3 separate regions of the Mus musculus genome follow, and regions 2 and 3 are each linked to region 1. The links are chromatin contacts, called in public HiChIP or PLAC-seq maps. All regions are on one chromosome and are shown on one strand. Each heading gives the region's core, a stretch centred on a gene start, on an enhancer-like site or on the middle of the called end of the contact. The rest is flanking DNA. Distances are from core to core; before and after follow the strand shown.

What was found. HiChIP or PLAC-seq counts read pairs in DNA pulled down with a chosen protein or histone mark.
Region 2: a FOXA1 HiChIP or PLAC-seq map of pancreatic cancer cells shows a contact between it and region 1. The contact joins two enhancer-like sites. A contact is called at or near these places in 2 of 15 datasets of contacts at CTCF or cohesin (CD8 T cells and the NIH/3T3 cell line), 3 of 484 Hi-C or Micro-C datasets (bone marrow-derived macrophages, cortical neurons and embryonic stem cells) and 3 of 115 datasets of contacts at active chromatin or transcription factors (CD8 T cells, large pre-B cells and pancreatic cancer cells).
Region 3: a FOXA1 HiChIP or PLAC-seq map of pancreatic cancer cells shows a contact between it and region 1. The contact joins two enhancer-like sites. A contact is called at or near these places in 1 of 15 datasets of contacts at CTCF or cohesin (the NIH/3T3 cell line), 2 of 484 Hi-C or Micro-C datasets (the F1.1 cell line and nephron progenitors), 1 of 115 datasets of contacts at active chromatin or transcription factors (pancreatic cancer cells) and 2 of 9 other capture datasets (adipose tissue and bone marrow-derived macrophages).

What each region holds. Positions count from the first base shown.
Region 1 is chr4:89,161,366-89,164,065 of GRCm38.p6, reverse strand. The region is part of intron 4 of Mtap (methylthioadenosine phosphorylase); the gene reads right to left. It also overlaps the pseudogene Gm12607. Among named protein-coding and RNA genes, the nearest start is that of Gm26490, 20 kb to the left of the region's middle. Within about 2 kb of position 1,390, at least 66 of the 459 cell types and tissues checked have an H3K27ac peak or open chromatin away from gene starts, as enhancers often do. A contact at or near this core is called in the NIH/3T3 cell line and pancreatic cancer cells, where this site is marked.
Region 2 is chr4:89,439,545-89,442,244 of GRCm38.p6, reverse strand. The region is part of intron 5 of Gm12610 (predicted gene 12610); the gene reads right to left. It also overlaps the pseudogene Gm12608. Among named protein-coding and RNA genes, the nearest start is that of Cdkn2b, 130 kb to the right of the region's middle. Within about 2 kb of position 1,269, at least 38 of the 459 cell types and tissues checked have an H3K27ac peak or open chromatin away from gene starts, as enhancers often do. A contact at or near this core is called in the NIH/3T3 cell line and pancreatic cancer cells, where this site is marked.
Region 3 is chr4:89,468,688-89,471,387 of GRCm38.p6, reverse strand. All of the region lies in intron 7 of Gm12610 (predicted gene 12610), which reads right to left. Among named protein-coding and RNA genes, the nearest start is that of Cdkn2b, 160 kb to the right of the region's middle. Within about 2 kb of position 1,282, at least 111 of the 459 cell types and tissues checked have an H3K27ac peak or open chromatin away from gene starts, as enhancers often do. A contact at or near this core is called in the NIH/3T3 cell line and pancreatic cancer cells, where this site is marked.

The DNA of each region.
Region 1 (2,700 bases), core at 141-2,640:
GCTGTCATTATGTAATCTGGGTATCCAGAACTACCCTCAAACAATGGCCCTACTGTGCACTCCTCAGGGGTGAGGTCCCAGGTGCAAGTCATCTCGCTCAGGAGTCCGTTTCTAACCGTTAGACTCTAGTGGACACACTCAAGATGAAAGAAGACCTGTGTGGACACCAGAGCACACCCCTACAAGACCTCAGCCTTCAACGATGACATCACCGGGGAAGCCCAAGGTAGGGCTGTGTCTCTAGGAGGAGGAGGGTGAAATACATAGGCATCATCTATCATATCAGCCCATGTATTTAGTGCGGGACTTTCCTGATGAGTCAGAGCGAGAGCAAACCCAGGCCTCTCCTATTCTTCCTGCAAGAGGACAAGCTGGGAAAAAAAAAAAAAAAACAACCAACCAACCAAAAAGCTTGAGAAGGAACATATCAGAACCCAATACCCGCAGAACTCTTACATTAACAGGTAAGGATACTGAAGGGCAGGCATTGCTTGACCTGGTATTTTGAGTCACAGAAGTTACTCTGTCTCTATGAATTTTGTTTTAAGTTTAAAATAAAGACTCACACCCACAATTTCTACATATATCCTTCCTTCCTGTCCAATCAATGACTTCAGTGATGCAGCAGATATTGATGGCACAGGAAGAAAGGATACATGAAGACATTGCCGGAAGTCCCTGCCCCTGGGACCTCAGCCTCTCGAATGGGATGGCTGTATTACATTTCCTCTACCCAAACAACAGGATCTAAAATAGTATCTGTACTGGTGGGTTTTGTGTGTCAACTTGACCCAAGTTAGATTCATCAGTGCCTCAGTTGAGAAAATGCATCCATGAGGTCCAGCTGCAAAGCAATTTCTCAATTTTTCCCCTCACTAATCGTGGGGAAGGCCCAGTCCACGGTAGGTGGGCTGGTGGTGATCCTGGGTTCTAAAAGAAAGCAGGCTGAGCAAGCCATGAAGAGCAAGGAAGTAAGCAGCGCCCCTCCGTGACCCTGCATCAGCTTCTGCCTCCAAGTTCCAGCCCTGCTTGAATTCTTGTCCCAATCTCCTCCAAAGATGAATTATTATCTAAATGTGTAATCTAAATAAACCTTTTCCTCCACAACCTGCCTTTTGGTCATGGTGTTAAATGGAGGGACCAGGTGTGCCCAGAAATTCAGGAAGAGACAATAGAGTGTGTCAACATTGGGGAGAAGCCAGCAGAGTCCCCCAGGAGAAGGCCCCCTATGCAACACTCTACAACGAACCTTTAAGAAGTAAGTATAAGCTACAAAGCTGATAAGTAACAAGAGAAAGGCTAAGCAATCCAAACAACTATGCTTCTAAACTCGGCCAAGGCTCTTCTTAGAATCTGGCCTGTTTACACAAGGCCCGTGCCAAACCACAGCAGGGAGGAGGCATCTATCTCTCGTCTCTGACTTCATGAGGCACCTCATCATAGATCCTGTGCGGTTGAGAGGCCACTGCATAATCAAAGATATTTGTAAAAAGAACTGTTAGCATTTGGTGAGGAAGTAACTGTAGACCCCTTAGCAAGCAGCTGGGGGTCCATACACTTGCTGCTTTATCTATAAGTGGCAAAGTGACACTGAAGATCAGAAGATGCTGGGATCAAAGCATGTAAAAAATTCACCATCTAAAAGTCCAACTGGAGCCCTGAGAACAGCTAAGCTCTCTTTATCCACATAGCAAAGCCAGAGTCAGGAGGGAAGTTACATCGACTCCTCTGTGTCAGCTGCCCACCCCCACAGGTGGCAGGATGAAAGAGAAATGTCCCTACCCACAGGAATGTACAGTACATAGGACCGTGCTACCAGTTATAAGGAACTGGCAAGGCCTTTTCCTGTAAGCGGCCAGGCGTGACCTGTGAAGATGGTTTGCTACTCTCTTGCCGCAGAACATCCGACAAAATCATGCAAATCTAGAGTTTCAAACCTTCATTCAGTTTAAGAACATCTGAGAAATTGCCCAGGACAGCAAGGGTATGCATAGCCTCATAGCGGCAAAGCCACCAAGAGGCTGAAGGATGTCACTTTAAAGAAGCAATGTGTGCCATTCTGGAAAGAGTGCTAAATTTTTGCTGCACATGCTTTAAAATGCATAAAGTAATGCTGAACTTCCGGTTTCGATGTAGATTGTCTAGTTATTCAACATATCCAGGTGAACAAGGAACTTAAGACACACCGACGAACCTATAGAGCAGAGCTCATGGCTCGATTAACCCATACATGAGCTCCCTAGCCACACTGAGATGATCCTCATTGTGAAGGAACAGATCGTTCCAAAGCCCGAAGAGGAGGTTGTATAGAAGAAAGAGATATCCCAGAAAAAACTGAAGAAACAAAATCTCATGGCATGGGAATAAATTCAACATAAAATAAATGCAGATAAAAAAAAAAAAAAAAAAAAAAAAAAAAAAACCCAAACCAACACCCCCCCCCCCCCCCAAAAAAAAAAAAAAAAAAGGCAAGGTTGATTGAGCTCAGATCTGGAGGACCTCAGAGACCTGAGACCAGTAGGGTACAGCTGCTCCTTGTTCTAGAACAGGTAACCAGGACACCTAACTGAGGACCTTGGGCATAACATCTGGAGTTCTCCATGCTAGTGAGGAATCCAGATAGCCCCGAGTCTTCAGCCAATAATGTTGTCTTCCCTTCCTGGGTACTCCTTTTCCACAAAAGATAGAGAACCCCTGACT
Region 2 (2,700 bases), core at 20-2,519, 280 kb before region 1:
AGTGGGTATGGTTGGTGGCATGTTCTAACTCCTAGAATAATGCTTTGTGCTTATCAATGAACTGTGACAGGAGCTCAAGGCAGGTGGGGGGATGGGGTGGGATGGGAGGTTCGAATCTCTAGGACATGCCAGAGACCTAGGATAGAGGAGGCTCCTGGGAGTCTATGGGGGTGACCCTAGATGAAACTCCTAGCAGTAGGGAATATGGGGCCTAAAGTGGCCACCCTCTGCAATGACTTGATGTGCCAGGCTGGGTTGGTACCCAGGGGGGCTCCCCCTTCTCAGAGGAGAAGGAGAGGGGAAGAGGAAGGGGCTTGTGAGGCAGATGCTGAGAGGAAAGAGATGTAAAGTGAATGAATGAATAATTAAATAAATGGAGAAAAATAATGAAAAGGAAAAACAACAATTCACTGTGTTGAGCATGGTGGTGCATTGCCTTTAAGCCTAGCATTCCTGAGGCAAAAACAGGTGGATCTCTGTGAGTTGGAAGTTAGCCTGGCCTACATAGTAAGTTCCAGGCTAGCCAGGGCTACTAAAATCCTATCTCAAAAAGAAGAAATAGAAGAACACATTGCGTTCATATTCATCCTTCCTAACCCTCTCCCCCTCCATCTCCTGGTGACTCGGAGGAAATGTTCTAGTCACCACTGCATCCTATTTCCAGAAAAACATCTGCTCAATAGCAGGCGTCCAATAAGGCGTCCAAGAAGCAGCCCACAGTCATCACACCTACGTGAAGCTCTTGAGGAAACTCTGATCGCCTTTAGTCTTATACTGCATTGAGGATTCTCATAGAATTATCTGGTTTTGTGATATTCTCAGATGGCTGTAAAATAGTAAGAACAGAACAATCTCCTGGACTAACTAGTCCAGTCTTAGGAAGAGACCAGAAGTTTAAGAGAATGTCATATCCGCACTAATGCCTGGATAGTCCTGTACACACTTTCTGTAATAAGGCATGACTGAAAGGGGAAAGGCACTCAGCAGGGAATGTGAGCAGGAATCTGAAATGCCTGGATCTCTGAAGCCCAGGGTTTTATTTTTTAAATTTCCAATGAATTTTGCGTTCCAAGGCATGAAGCCTCTTGGTTTGACTTCATTTACAAGAACTTTCGTTTCAGATTGTTGGAGAAATAAATGAAACCTCCAGGAAGATGTGCCCTGTTTAGCTTGGAAAATCACCAAGAATTCCAAGTGCATGTGGCATGATGATAACCATCTAGAAATGACTCTGGAGGGACCTTAAGGAGTGAAGCCTCTCCTGGCTCTCTCTCTCTCGCCCTTGCCCTTACCACAGAAAGACTCTGTAAAGTGAGAACAAAAGTAAACTCAGAGGGAGATGTGGGTAGGTTTTGAGGAAAAAAATAGCTAAAAGTTTTATTTTTCTGCATCAGTATCTCTTCACACCATTTTCCCTTTTAAATTACTGGGTTGTTTTTGGTTGTTGTTTTCCTGTCAGTATGCTAGATGTAAAACAAACAAAAAGCATTGTTAAGTCTCCCTCACTCTCAAGCTAAGAGACCAGAGAGTGACCATACAATCCAGTCTTCTAGGACCACTCTAGCCCTTCGATACTGTCACATAAACGTTTCAGAGTCCTTCTCATCTGGACAGTCTGTGGCCATTCTAAGGAATGTGTTCTCCACGTCCCTCCCCTTAAATGGACTAGCAGGAACCCACCCAACCAAGTCACAGGCAATTAATATAAACCTTCTAGCTTAGCTCCACACTGCCAGGGCAAAAGAATCCTTGTGACTCAGAAGAGTTAGTGTCCAATTCATCCATTAGGAAATCACAAGCTCTGATGCATCCGAATCACATCATGTGTTCACTCTGTTTCTACAGTCTGGAGCTGTAATCACCATTTGCTAGGCATTGAATCCAAATCAAATATACATATATTTATGATTTTCTTGGTGATTTCCCAAGGTAAATGGGGCACATCTTCCTGGAGGGTTCATTGTTTCTCCAACAATCTGGTGTGTGTGTGAGTGTGTGTGAGTGTGTGTGTGTGTGTGTGTGTGTGTGTGTGTGTACGCTGCTGCTGAATCGCTTTGCTTTGAGGACTTTAGTCATCATTGCCAAACTTCCTTGGAATTTAAATATTACAATCTTTTTTTTCTTTCCCACCATCTCAGTACTGCCGGAATATATTTAAGGCACACAAAGATTAGACGATTTAATACTTTTAAGATAATTGGTCTAAGACTAAAGAGGAATATGTCATGGGTGATTATAAGAGAATTTTGACCTAAGTATGAGGAAAATTTATTATAAATTATCAGAAATAGCTGTTAGTGGGGGGATGGAGGTGACAGTAATCAATGTCTAAAGTTATTTTTTCATATCTAATGCTACATTCATTTCAAAGCTTTTTTTAGGGAATGAAAGTATTCCCTTGGAGTGAGACAACAGTGATAATTCCATTCCTATCTATATTCAGAACATTTTGCATTCTTTCTTTCCAGAGTTTATTTACCCAGAAGTATAACAATAGTTGAGGTGCCTTTCATCCCATCCCAAGCCACAGTAAAGGACATTTTCTGCAGGTCATAAGTCATTCAGAAACTACAGAGACTACCATTCCATGTGCTAATGGGATCAACTTCCTCTTCCTTCCCATCCATTCTCCCCCCATCAGTCGCCCCTCCCTTTAATCCTGAGGGTGGTGCTTCATGTTCGATTAGATTCAGATGGTGA
Region 3 (2,700 bases), core at 33-2,532, 310 kb before region 1:
TGAGAGAGGTAATGAGGACTAAACTTGACTGAAATTCATTATGTTTGGTGTATGTGTGTATATAAATATATCTCTGTATATATATACATTTCTATGAAATTGTCAAAAAATTTTTAGAATAGACATTAATAAAAGATGAATGCTATAAACTTAGAAAATCAATACATGTGGCTTATGTAGATGATTCTTAGGTGTGTGATTATTTTATATACACGCATATACATCTGGCTCTACTAAATAAAGTATCTGACTAGTTTCAGAAGGCAATGCTAGTGAGTGGCAGATATATAAACACCTAACATATGTTTATGAGAGTCTTTAAAGTGTTTTTGGCATGGGACTCTAACATCCTATCATAGAGAGTTACAAACTATTTGTGTTAAAGGCCAGAGAATAAATATTTTAATGTTGTGAGGCCACATAGGCTCTGTTGAAACTGCTCATTCGGCTGAATGTGTGAATACTTAAGTAAAGCTGTGTCCCAACACACAAGCAAGAGGCCAAGTTCAGCCAATGGGCCATATGGTCAGTCTCTGAATAGAGTAGCAGAAGCGTAGGAAAATGAATAAGATGAAATTGCACAGATCTTAACTATACAAAAAGTACTGTAAAAAATGCTACAGAGAAGAGCATTAAGTAACAGTATCTTTTTATTTAGGTCAAGTAAATACTTTGTAGTCCCCATTTTCCTATGCTTTCACTTTTGGATGTATTAAAAATGGGGAAATAGTCACAGCTACGTGGGGGGGGGGCTGACTCCAGGAGTTCAGGGTCAGCATGAACATGTGAAGAGCTCTGTCAATAACAACAGTAACACAAATAATTTAAAGAGAAAGAGAACAGGAAGGGGTGGAGTAAAGAGAAGAAATGGAAAAAAAATGCCTGTGCCGTTGTTAGGAAACCAGACATTCCCAGACTTACTAAGGTTGGAAAATAATCCTTTTGCCATATTGATAAAAATTCGGGAAAACATTTGTTACCTCTATTCCAATTCTCATTTTAAAAAACAGGCATGTTTTAAGCTTTAGAAATGACACTTTGGAATAGTCTCCTTTTTCTTCTCTCAAATCAATTCAGATTGTTGGTGATCAGAGAAATCCTTCAGTTTGTCCGGAGTCTGGGACGTTATGAACTCCCCCAAAGCCACAGTGCTGGAAAATGGCCTGCTTTCCTAAAGCTCTTTTTAATGACTCATGTTCTTAATCGCCTCTGTTCAAGTGACAAAAGAACCACTGTTGTTAGGCGGGATGTGCAGCACATTACACAAGTTTACCCTGGCAGGCCGCTGGGCCGAGCTGCAAGCCTGTGTCAGCAATTTTAGGTCCCACTAATAGGAATACAGATGGCCCTGTGAGCCGTTGGGACATCTCACAGGGCCAATCAAAACATGGAAAACAAAGGCTTTTATCAGATCCATGCTGACCACAGCTCCCTACGGTATTGCTAAAGCCATATTCCTCTCTTAACTTTCCATATACAAAAGAGCTCTCACCTGACAGAAACCAGATTTCACTGACGGCCTAGGGCCCAAGTTTGTTGTTCTGCCGGGTATGTAATTACCCCCTTAGGAAATGGGAAAATGAAGCCTTTTTTGGTCTTTCTCTGGGAACTTAAAAAACAACTCAAGTAGCTTTGAACACACAAGATGCAAATGAAAGACAGTGGCAACAGTTGGGCTAATTCTGAGCAGGTCTGGGAAAATGAAAGTGTTATCTGAGACTCTTGCAAGGAGAGAGACTGCTCTTCTTAAAGTATCTTCTGTTTTGCTGTCCACAAGCGAGCCTTCGTCATGCACAATAAAGTCGGCCACCTCCTCTTCAGCTCACACTATCTCCCTCAGAAGGATGTGCTCTTCTAAGAGGATGCCAGTACCCAACAACTTAACTTACTTTGTCTGTAATAGACATATGCTCTTATTGAGGGAGAGTCCTCTGTGTGTGTGTGTGTGTGTGTGTGTGTGTGTTTGTGTGTGTGTGTTTGTGTGTGTGTTTGTGTGTGTGTCTGTGTGTGTGTCTGTATGTGTGACTGTGTGTCTATGTATCTGTGTGTCTGTGTATCTGTGTGTGTGTCTATGTGTGTCTGTGTGTGTCTGTGTGACTGTCTCTGTGTCTGTGTATCTGTATATGTGTGTGTGTGTGTGTGTGTGTGTGTGTGTGTGTGTGTGTGTGTGAGACAGAGACAGACAGAGAGAGACAGAGACAGACAGACAGAGAGACAGAGAGAATGACTCTATGGAATATTTACTAAAAACAAAAAATTTAGTTGAAACAGGATGACCAGCCTGATTGTATATGCTTTAGTTCTGACTCTAGAGAACTAGTAAAATTTCTCCTGCTGCAAAGATGTACAGCAATCACCCCAAATCTCAATAACTGATGTGAGTGAGCATTCATTTTTCCCCTACAATCTGCAGGCCTATGGTGATTCTGTAAGGCTTAGCAGCATTCAGACTTTAGACGGGCTTCGTTCTGGGTTCTGCAGCTACTGGGCACTATCAGTGGGCCACAGGAAGGAGATCAGAGACAGGGGAGAGTAAGGTGTCAGCTGGGACCTAGCATGAAGTTGCTTCTGCTGCTTTCCACTGGTCTAAGCAAGCCCAAGATCAAGAGTGCAGGGAAACAGATTATCAGCAATATACCAGGATGAGGAAGAGAGGAAGATCTGTAGGAAAATGAAAATTCCACCCTGTTAAATAAGTAA